Linked DNA regions of Mus musculus: regions 1 and 3 are each linked to region 2. A link is a contact called in public HiChIP or PLAC-seq data. All regions are on one chromosome and are shown on one strand. The core of a region is the stretch at or near the end of the contact, and the rest is flanking DNA. Distances in the headings are between cores, read along the strand shown.

The links. HiChIP or PLAC-seq counts read pairs in DNA pulled down with a chosen protein or histone mark.
Region 1: a FOXA1 HiChIP or PLAC-seq map of pancreatic cancer cells shows a contact between it and region 2. The contact joins two enhancer-like sites. A contact is called at or near these places in 1 of 115 datasets of contacts at active chromatin or transcription factors (pancreatic cancer cells) and 1 of 9 other capture datasets (adipose tissue).
Region 3: an HNF4G HiChIP or PLAC-seq map of pancreatic cancer cells shows a contact between it and region 2. The contact joins two enhancer-like sites. A contact is called at or near these places in 1 of 15 datasets of contacts at CTCF or cohesin (the NIH/3T3 cell line), 1 of 115 datasets of contacts at active chromatin or transcription factors (pancreatic cancer cells) and 1 of 9 other capture datasets (liver).

Annotation. Positions count from the first base shown.
Region 1 is chr10:69,756,139-69,758,838 of GRCm38.p6, forward strand. All of the region lies in intron 1 of Ank3 (ankyrin 3, epithelial), which reads left to right. Among named protein-coding and RNA genes, the nearest start is that of Gm33416, 110 kb to the right of the region's middle. Within about 2 kb of position 1,288, at least 53 of the 459 cell types and tissues checked have an H3K27ac peak or open chromatin away from gene starts, as enhancers often do. A contact at or near this core is called in pancreatic cancer cells, where this site is marked.
Region 2 is chr10:69,929,295-69,931,994 of GRCm38.p6, forward strand. The region is part of intron 25 of Ank3 (ankyrin 3, epithelial); the gene reads left to right. Among named protein-coding and RNA genes, the nearest start is that of Gm33361, 9.1 kb to the left of the region's middle. Within about 2 kb of position 1,382, at least 29 of the 459 cell types and tissues checked have an H3K27ac peak or open chromatin away from gene starts, as enhancers often do. A contact at or near this core is called in pancreatic cancer cells, where this site is marked.
Region 3 is chr10:69,715,745-69,718,444 of GRCm38.p6, forward strand. The region is part of intron 1 of Ank3 (ankyrin 3, epithelial); the gene reads left to right. Among named protein-coding and RNA genes, the nearest start is that of Gm33416, 150 kb to the right of the region's middle. Within about 2 kb of position 1,372, at least 14 of the 459 cell types and tissues checked have an H3K27ac peak or open chromatin away from gene starts, as enhancers often do. A contact at or near this core is called in pancreatic cancer cells, where this site is marked.

The DNA of each region.
Region 1 (2,700 bases), core at 38-2,537, 170 kb before region 2:
TGCTCCTGTTGACTATGAAGTGGATAAGTTTCCCCATCTCTGAAACCTTCAGTGTTCTCACCAGCCAAAGGATAATTGTTGTAGATTTCGTAGGATTGTGGAGATAAATGGAATTATGCCAGGGAAGTCCATGGAGAAAGGCTTATAGAGATGAAAGCCATGTGAGCTGGCTGTTCAGAATTGGTGTCCCTAGCCTTTCCTCAGATCCACAGATGGAAAAACCAACACTTCTGCTGGCCTTTTTTTTTTTTTTTTTTGTAAGAATTAGATGAAATAAAGCATTTCATTTACTAGTTATGTAGTGTTTAAGTCTTGGATGTTTCCAGGTGGGTATCAGTCCTGTCCCAGTTATCATGAGAAACAGTTGCTTGGGGCAGATATCATTGCATCTGCTGCTAATGGGCTCTAAGTTTCTGTAAGCACCTCAGAGAAAGTACGATTTGATCCCTTGGGCTCTTGGCTCTGATACTTTCTTTCCCTATACCCAAAGACCTCAGCCCAGCTCTGCAAGGTGAGCATTATCTCTACAAATTAGCAGACACAGTCTGACATTATTCATTTCATACTTCTTTTAAAACATGATGTAAGATAAATACTGTGCTTTGTGTCTGTGGAAGAGAAGACTTGGCACTTGGCTTGAGTGACAGCATATGAATATAGACAGAGAGACTATGATAGACAGAACTGTGTGACTGTGGTATGTGCAGTGTGTACATGTGCAGTATGTATACACACATGCTCATGTGTATGTATGTGTGTCAGAGGAGGACTTCTGGTGCTATCACTCTCCACCCTATTCTTTTGATCAGGGTCTCTCACTGAACCTAGAGCTAGGCTGGCAGTCAGTAAGATCCAACAGTCCTCCAATCTCTGCCCCCACAGGACTGCACTTACAGGCATATGTGGTCACACCCAGTAATCTGATCTTTCTTAAAAATCAATAAGTCTACCAGACAAAAAGCCCATTATTGTTTTAAATGACAAGGAGAGCTGACTCACAGGCCACATTGTGGGAGGGGCTGGGGAGGAATTACTGTCAATGGTGTGTTCATGAGGAACTGGAGCCACTGAGAAATTCCCATTAGCATTTATTAGTAGAGATGACAAGGTCTTCTTTTCCCTCCTCAGAGGACAGTCTATGAAGACTCTCTGCTGTTAGTCTCTGTGCTGACATTTTCATCTCCTTCCACACTGCCAAAATAATCTTGGTCTCTGAGCAGACTGTATTTCCCTAGCCTCGAGAAGGGTTAAACTCCCACAGATGTTAATGGAAGCCAAGGAGATATACAGCACTTGGAAAATGTACCACTTAGTGTCTGAGCCTTTGAATCATACTAGAACTATTTTTTTCCCAGCGAATAAACATAGATCTATTTTGGGACTAACAAAGAAATCAACAAGAACCCATTCTGCTTTGCTCAGCTCCTAGAGTATATTCTGATCCTTTCTTTGGACAGTCACCAAATATCTGTAAGGGCTTCCTCTGCACCCGGTGGCTTCTCGACTCAAATGTGGCTCCCACACACTGGGTGAAAAAAAAAAAAAAACAACCAAGGATAAAACCTTCAAGGAAATAAAAGCTTTCTGCTTTAAAATTTAAGAGAGAAGAAGATAATTGTAGGAATATATACATGTATATATATATATATATGTATGTGTGTATATATATATATATATATATATATATATATATATAGAGAGAGAGAGAGAGAGAGAGAGAGAGAGAGAAAGGTATGTGTGTGTATGCAGTGAGGCTGTCTGCCATTTGTTTTGAAAGTTAAGAATGATTTTATGAGACAAAGGGGCATTTTTCTTTATATCCTCTTCCTCTCTATCTTAGTCACCGTAGAAGATGATGAAGTGCTGATAGCTTTCACAGTGCCTGGGACAGACAGACTTTTCTTAGGAGTGGGGCTTATCTTCTGAGGTTCATCTCCATGTTAGCAGTAGGTTCCTCAGACTCCACATGTGGTCAGAACGGTCACAAACCCAGTTGTGTTCCTTTTGCTTGGCTCATGTCGACACATCAGGAACGTGCCCTGATGTCTGTGGACATTATAAGACAGTAATTGTTAAGACCTTCTAACCAGGCATGGTGACACACACCTTTAATCCCAGGACTTAGTAGACAGAAGCAGGGAGATCATTGTGAGTCTGAGTCCAATCTGGTCTACTTACTGGGCTTCAAGTCATCCACAGCTACATAATGACACCCTGATGAAGAAAAGAGAGAATTGCATTTTGTTGTTATGGTTGTTGTGGTTGTGGTTGTTAGTGTTGTCTGTGATCACAGTCAGGAACTGACTGAGAGTCGATACTATGTTCATTTTGAGAAATGAGCTTTGGTCTGTGGCCATACTATGCTGAATGATCTCGGAAGCTAAGCAGGGTTGGGTCTGGGTAGAACTTAGGCACGAGAGGTAAGCCCTTGTATTGAGTAACTGTTCTATCTGTAGCTGCTCTCTAATTGAGGTCCTTGGGGAGAGTTGCAACTTTGGAACACTTGTTATGAGTGGTACATGCTGTGGCCCCCAAGTCATAATCACCTCTGCAGGTGGAGCCCAGCAATGGGTGAGTGAAACAGGCCCTGTTGCTGAAACCTGCTCAACCTTTAATGGCCGCTAGTCTAACAACCAGCCGAGGTATAGCATCAACTGATTGGTTTTATGTCCTGCGTGATAGAGAATCCTTCTAGTCTAT
Region 2 (2,700 bases), core at 132-2,631:
TGAATGTAACATTTAAAGGGACATTCACTGTATGATTCATTCAACTATAACATTTGTTTTTTTTCTTTTTTTCCCTGTCTGATTTTATTTTATTTTTACATTCCTTTTCTCTTGGTTTTACTTTTTTTTTTTCTAAAAATACCTTAAAATAGTCCCAAGATAAGGTAAGAAATGTGGCGCTTCTGTAGTGTTACTCTGCCTGTCCCCAACCCATATTCCCATTTTTTTTTTTTTTGGTTTGGTTTTTGTTTTTTGACATTTGTGCTGTGCTGTGCTGTGCTGTGCTAGCCTACAATGTGCTTTTTAAAAAAATTCTTTTTTTTTTTTTTTTTTTGTTTTAGGAAATCAGTTATGCTTGGGAAAGGGGAAAAACAAAAATCTGTGAAAAAGAAATCTTACCTATATAATAGTGAATGAACAGTTAAGCAGTTCACCCTCCCTTAACAAGTTTTATAGAACGCATGACCAAAGTAAAAAGGGTTTGTTGGTTCTAAAGAAAAGTCCAGTCTGTTTGCTGGTGGCTGCTTGTTTGAGCTGTCCTAGACATCCTAATAACGTTTTAGCCCAAGGAAGCACGGTTTTCTAACGGGTCCTGCATCTAACACTTAAGTTACAACGATGGCTACAAATAATCTCCTGACCATAGTCAAAAAACAACTGAAGGCTATATGGTGATGGTGCACGCCTTTAATCCCAGCACTCTGGAGGCAGAGGCAGGTGGATCTCTTGAGTTTGAGGCTAGCCTGGTGTACAGAACAAGTTCCAGGACAGCCAGGGAACGCTACACAAAGAATCTTGTCTTGAAAAAGCAAAGCAAAACATAACAACAAATCAACTTAAAGCTTTCTAGATGCCCTTATGTAAACAATCAACGTTTTTCTGGTCCCGAGTGTTCGGTGGTGAATCAGGGCGTTGGGGTGACCCTTGGTAGGTTCCCTTAGGAATCACAACTTGAAGCCTTTCTGTGGTCAGAACCAAGTCTGAGCTCTGACCTGCAGCTGCCACTGAAGGACAATCAGGGGGGCGAAGGATTCACAAAGCTTACATTTGAAAGTGGGAAAGATCACAATTACGTAACCCCTCTTAAAAGCTTTTAAATGTTTGCCTATAGACGCCTACAACTACGGCCCATCTCTGATGTATCATGTAATGCCGGTCCTGATTTGCAGAAATGTGTGATTTAGAAAGTAAAAGAACAGTAATGAAGGAAAGCGCTCAAGCAAAGCTTTATTGAAGAGATACTAAGGGTCTAGAAAGAGGAATAATATGAAGAAAAAAAGATGAGAAAGAAAGCTTGGTCACATGACCAGCATGGCCATGCAGCCCCGTGGCCTCCTGGGGAAGCGCCTCTGTGCCTGGATGGCGCTGGACACAGTCAGTAAATATTTGCTAAGCATGTTTGGTAACGGCCTTGGAATGAATGTTAGTTGTGAGTCAGAGCCATGAACATGAGATTCAGTGAAAGCTGAGACTCTGGTCCTGAAGGAACGACCCAGCCTCTGCGTAGTAGCACTTAGAGTGATGTGTGTAATGGCTGATGATATTGCAGCCAGCAGGCACTGGGGAGGAGATCCCACTGTGCAAAGCGGGCATGTATTCCTTGTTGTAGTCTTTGCTGGCTTCCCACTTGCACATGCGCACAAGGCAAAGATGATGCCAAAATCTGACTGAGTCAACTGCTAGAGATGCCATGACTCCAGCTTGGACACTCGTTATCAGTTAAGTAGGCAATATTACAAAGCAAACTACTAATTTCCCATGGTCCTCATTCTCTATGAGGACCATGATATTACCAATGAGGACCCCAAGATAAAAGGGGTCAGTGTGTATAACACTAGTTGGAGATATATTATGGTAGGAGAGTCAAGTCTACGCTTCACCTCAGCTCTTTCCCATCCGGAAGCTCTGCTTCATGAAGGGTTAGATGGGAAACCTCGTCACAAAGAGGTGACAGAATATCCTTTTCTGAAAGCCTGCCAGTTAAGTAGAGTAGCGAGAGTGGATATTGGAGCTGTTCCTCGAAGCCACCATCCTCCTCCTTCCCAGAGGATCATGAGAAAGCCATTAACCCAAGACTCAGATTAGTGATAACCGTGCTTCACAGGACTTAGGTGGATATGTGGAGCCTTAACCAAGATGATATTTTAGAATCATCCTCCCATGTCCTCATAATCTACTGGCTTTCAGTTTAAGGGTCCACACAGGCAGAGTGTGGGCTGCACCCTGAAAAATTCAGGGACGGTCTATGGGAGAGTCTAGAAAGGATAAGAGTATCGAGAAGAAAGAAGAAAAGAGTCAAACCAAGGAAAAGAAGGATGTGAATACAGGGTATGTGAATATCTACTGGAATACAACCAACAACAGTTTCTATTCCCCTTCTTGAAACTGTCCTTGAGAGACAGCTCCAAACCAGAGCTCTTAGTATGCAAAGCCAGAGCTGATTTCCAATGACTCACTCACAGACCCTACCTCAGCAGACACAGTCCCAGCTAAGTGTAAAAAGTGCCATAGTCGGACTGGAAGAGGCACCTCTAACAAAGCCTTCCTCTTAAACACTCTTGTTGGGGCCAGAGAGATGGTTCAGTGGTGAAGAGCACTGGCAATTCTTCCATAGGACTTGGGTTCAATTCCCAGCACCCACAGGGCAGCCCATAGCTGTGTGTTCCTCCAATTCCAGGGAATCCGACAACCTCACACAGA
Region 3 (2,700 bases), core at 122-2,621, 210 kb before region 2:
GAAACTAAAAGTTAAATGACTTAGGAGTTGAAATTTTTATTAGTCCTTGATGTTTGGATGCAAAGGCCTAGAGTTGTATAAACAACTGCCCTTTCAGATAATGCAGTTATACGTTTAAAGTAGTGTTTAAGTGGACTCTAGTCACTGAAGAGTGTTTATTTATAGATGTTGATGTGTTGATTCAACATGAAAGGGGAATGCCTGTATATGTCACGATGTTGTGTTAATTTCATTCTGAAAAGGCATTTGCCTTGAGAGAGAACTTTTGAAAACCAATAGCTCCTTGTAGTTTTGCTCAAATTGGAATTCTTCTGGTTTGTATACATTAAAAGAGAGCAAAGCAGTAGAAGCCTACTTTGAATCTTCAGCACATAGTCAGGGTTTTATTCTGGGCCCTGTCGGATTCTTGGAAGATGTTGAGCTGTTGGGGAATCTGCCGTGTGGACCACATAATAAAGAATGAGAGAGAGGAAGGACGGGTGGAGGAATGGAGAGAGGGAGGGAGAGGGGGCGTGGAGCAGGCCATGGGGGCAGTAGGAAGGAAATTAGTCCAGAATGTTCTAGGTCCTAAAGGTAGAAATATAGATACATTTGTTACCTGCATGGAGATGTCTCTACAGACCCTGCAACTTCAGTCATCCAAACAGTAGTATTTTTATCCTGGTGAAATGTAGTTTTGTAAGAAGTCTAAGAAGGACAAGGGAGAAGGTTCAGTGGGCCAAGTGCTTGCCTCACAAGAGGAAGAAGCTGAGTTTCTATCCCCAGAATGCACCTAGCACTCTCTCAAGGGGATGGAAGAGAGAAACAAGAACCCCAGTAATTCAGGCCAGTTAGTGTAGCATATGCAGTTGGGGAAGAAGAGACTGTGACTTAAGGAAGGTGAAAGGAGAGGTACCCATGGTTGTTCCCTGACCTCCACACTGTAGAACACATGTGCTCATACTCTCTCTCTCTCTCTCTCTCTCTCTCTCTCTCTCTCACACACACACACACACACACACACACACACACACAGAATAAAACCAGAAGTCCATACAGTTGAACGCCTGAAAGCATGGTTAATTTTAAGAGGATCAGGACATTAATAAGGCATGTAAAACGGGTGGTATAGAGAGAGGTGTGGGACTGGGGGATGAGTATCACTCACTGTGACCAAGGCTGAATGTTAGTTCACAGTGAAGCTGCTATCGATTGGTGACGAGGCCTGGAACAGCACCTCTCTGGGTGTTAGTTCCCATATTGATCAACAGGGATATTTGTTATTTTAGTAGAGACACCATAAGGCAGCTCATGTTGCCAGCTTCCTGGAATCCGGGGAGCTGCTTAGCAAGGTTCCCAGCCTCTTTTCCTGTCACATGGTCTTAAGTGGAACTGAGCAGCTACAGCCAAAGAGAAAGGGGGAGGAGCTCTAAGAAAACCCGAGAATGCCTCTGAGCTCTTCTGCAGCTCATAAACAGTTGTTATTACTCACTGATATTACTCACTGAATTGACTGGTGAATGGCATTGTATAAATACATCACTGACCCCCACATAGCATTTGAGTGCCTCAGGTTAGCTCTTCGGACACTCTTCCCTCGACCGTCTGGAAGTTAAATCCACCATTCTGAGAACTGCTCCCAAAGACTCCTGTGTTAACTACACTTTGCATTCATTAACACCAGTGCTAATTAGTTTCTCCGTGTCTGCATGGTCACCTACGTAAACATTCAAGAGGGCTCAAGAACCATATGCACAGGGACTGGCAAGATGGCTTGGCGGGTAAAGGCACTTGTCCCCAAGCCTGACAACAGAAGAAGAGAAAACTGACTCCCTCAAGTTGTCCTTTGATCTACACAAATGTGCTATGGCACATCCCCTACACAGAAATCAACATTTAAAAAAAAAAAAAAAAACAACTGTGTTTACAGGCAAACGATTCCCTGAACAAGTGGCCTTCATTTTGCAAATTGAGCCAGATTTCTGTTGATGTATTTATTTGGCGAAAGGTAGCTCCTCGGGCTGTGTGACCCTTCACTGTCTACAAGACATGTAATGCATATGTGTGTGTACATACATTTGCAGATGCATATTTACATGTATAGGGGTCATTACCAGTTTTCCACGTCCTGTATAATGGCCACAGTTGAGTTAATGTAGCAGTTTTGTGCTCATTGCGAACTGAAGGGAGAATGAATGTTCTGTCCTGCATCATGCCTACCTCCAGAACTCGTAGGAATCTGTGGGCTATCTTCATCAGCCTAACCCCTTCTGCCAAATTCCTAAGTTACTATGCTCTACGGCTTCTGTTTTAGTCAAGTGTCTGTTGCTGCGTGGTCCAGAGCAACTCAGGTTTCCTCTTAACAACCCTCGAGTCAATGTCCATAAGTGAGGGAAGTCAGGTGGGGAACTCAAGGCAGGAACCTGGAGGCAGGAACTAAAGCAGAAGCCATGGAGGAGTGCTGCTTACAGGCTTGCTCCCCAACACTTGTCTGGCTTGCTTCTGTACACCATCTAGGACCACCTGCCCAGGAACGGGATCACCCTCAGTGGGCTGGGTCCTCCCTGCCACATCAATCAGTAATTAACATCATACCCTACAGACTTGCCTACAGGCAAATCTTATGGAGACATTTTCTCAATTAAGGGTCCCTCTTCCGAGATAGAAGGCACAGTCTTATCATTTTACACCCATGACTTTATATATATATATATATATATA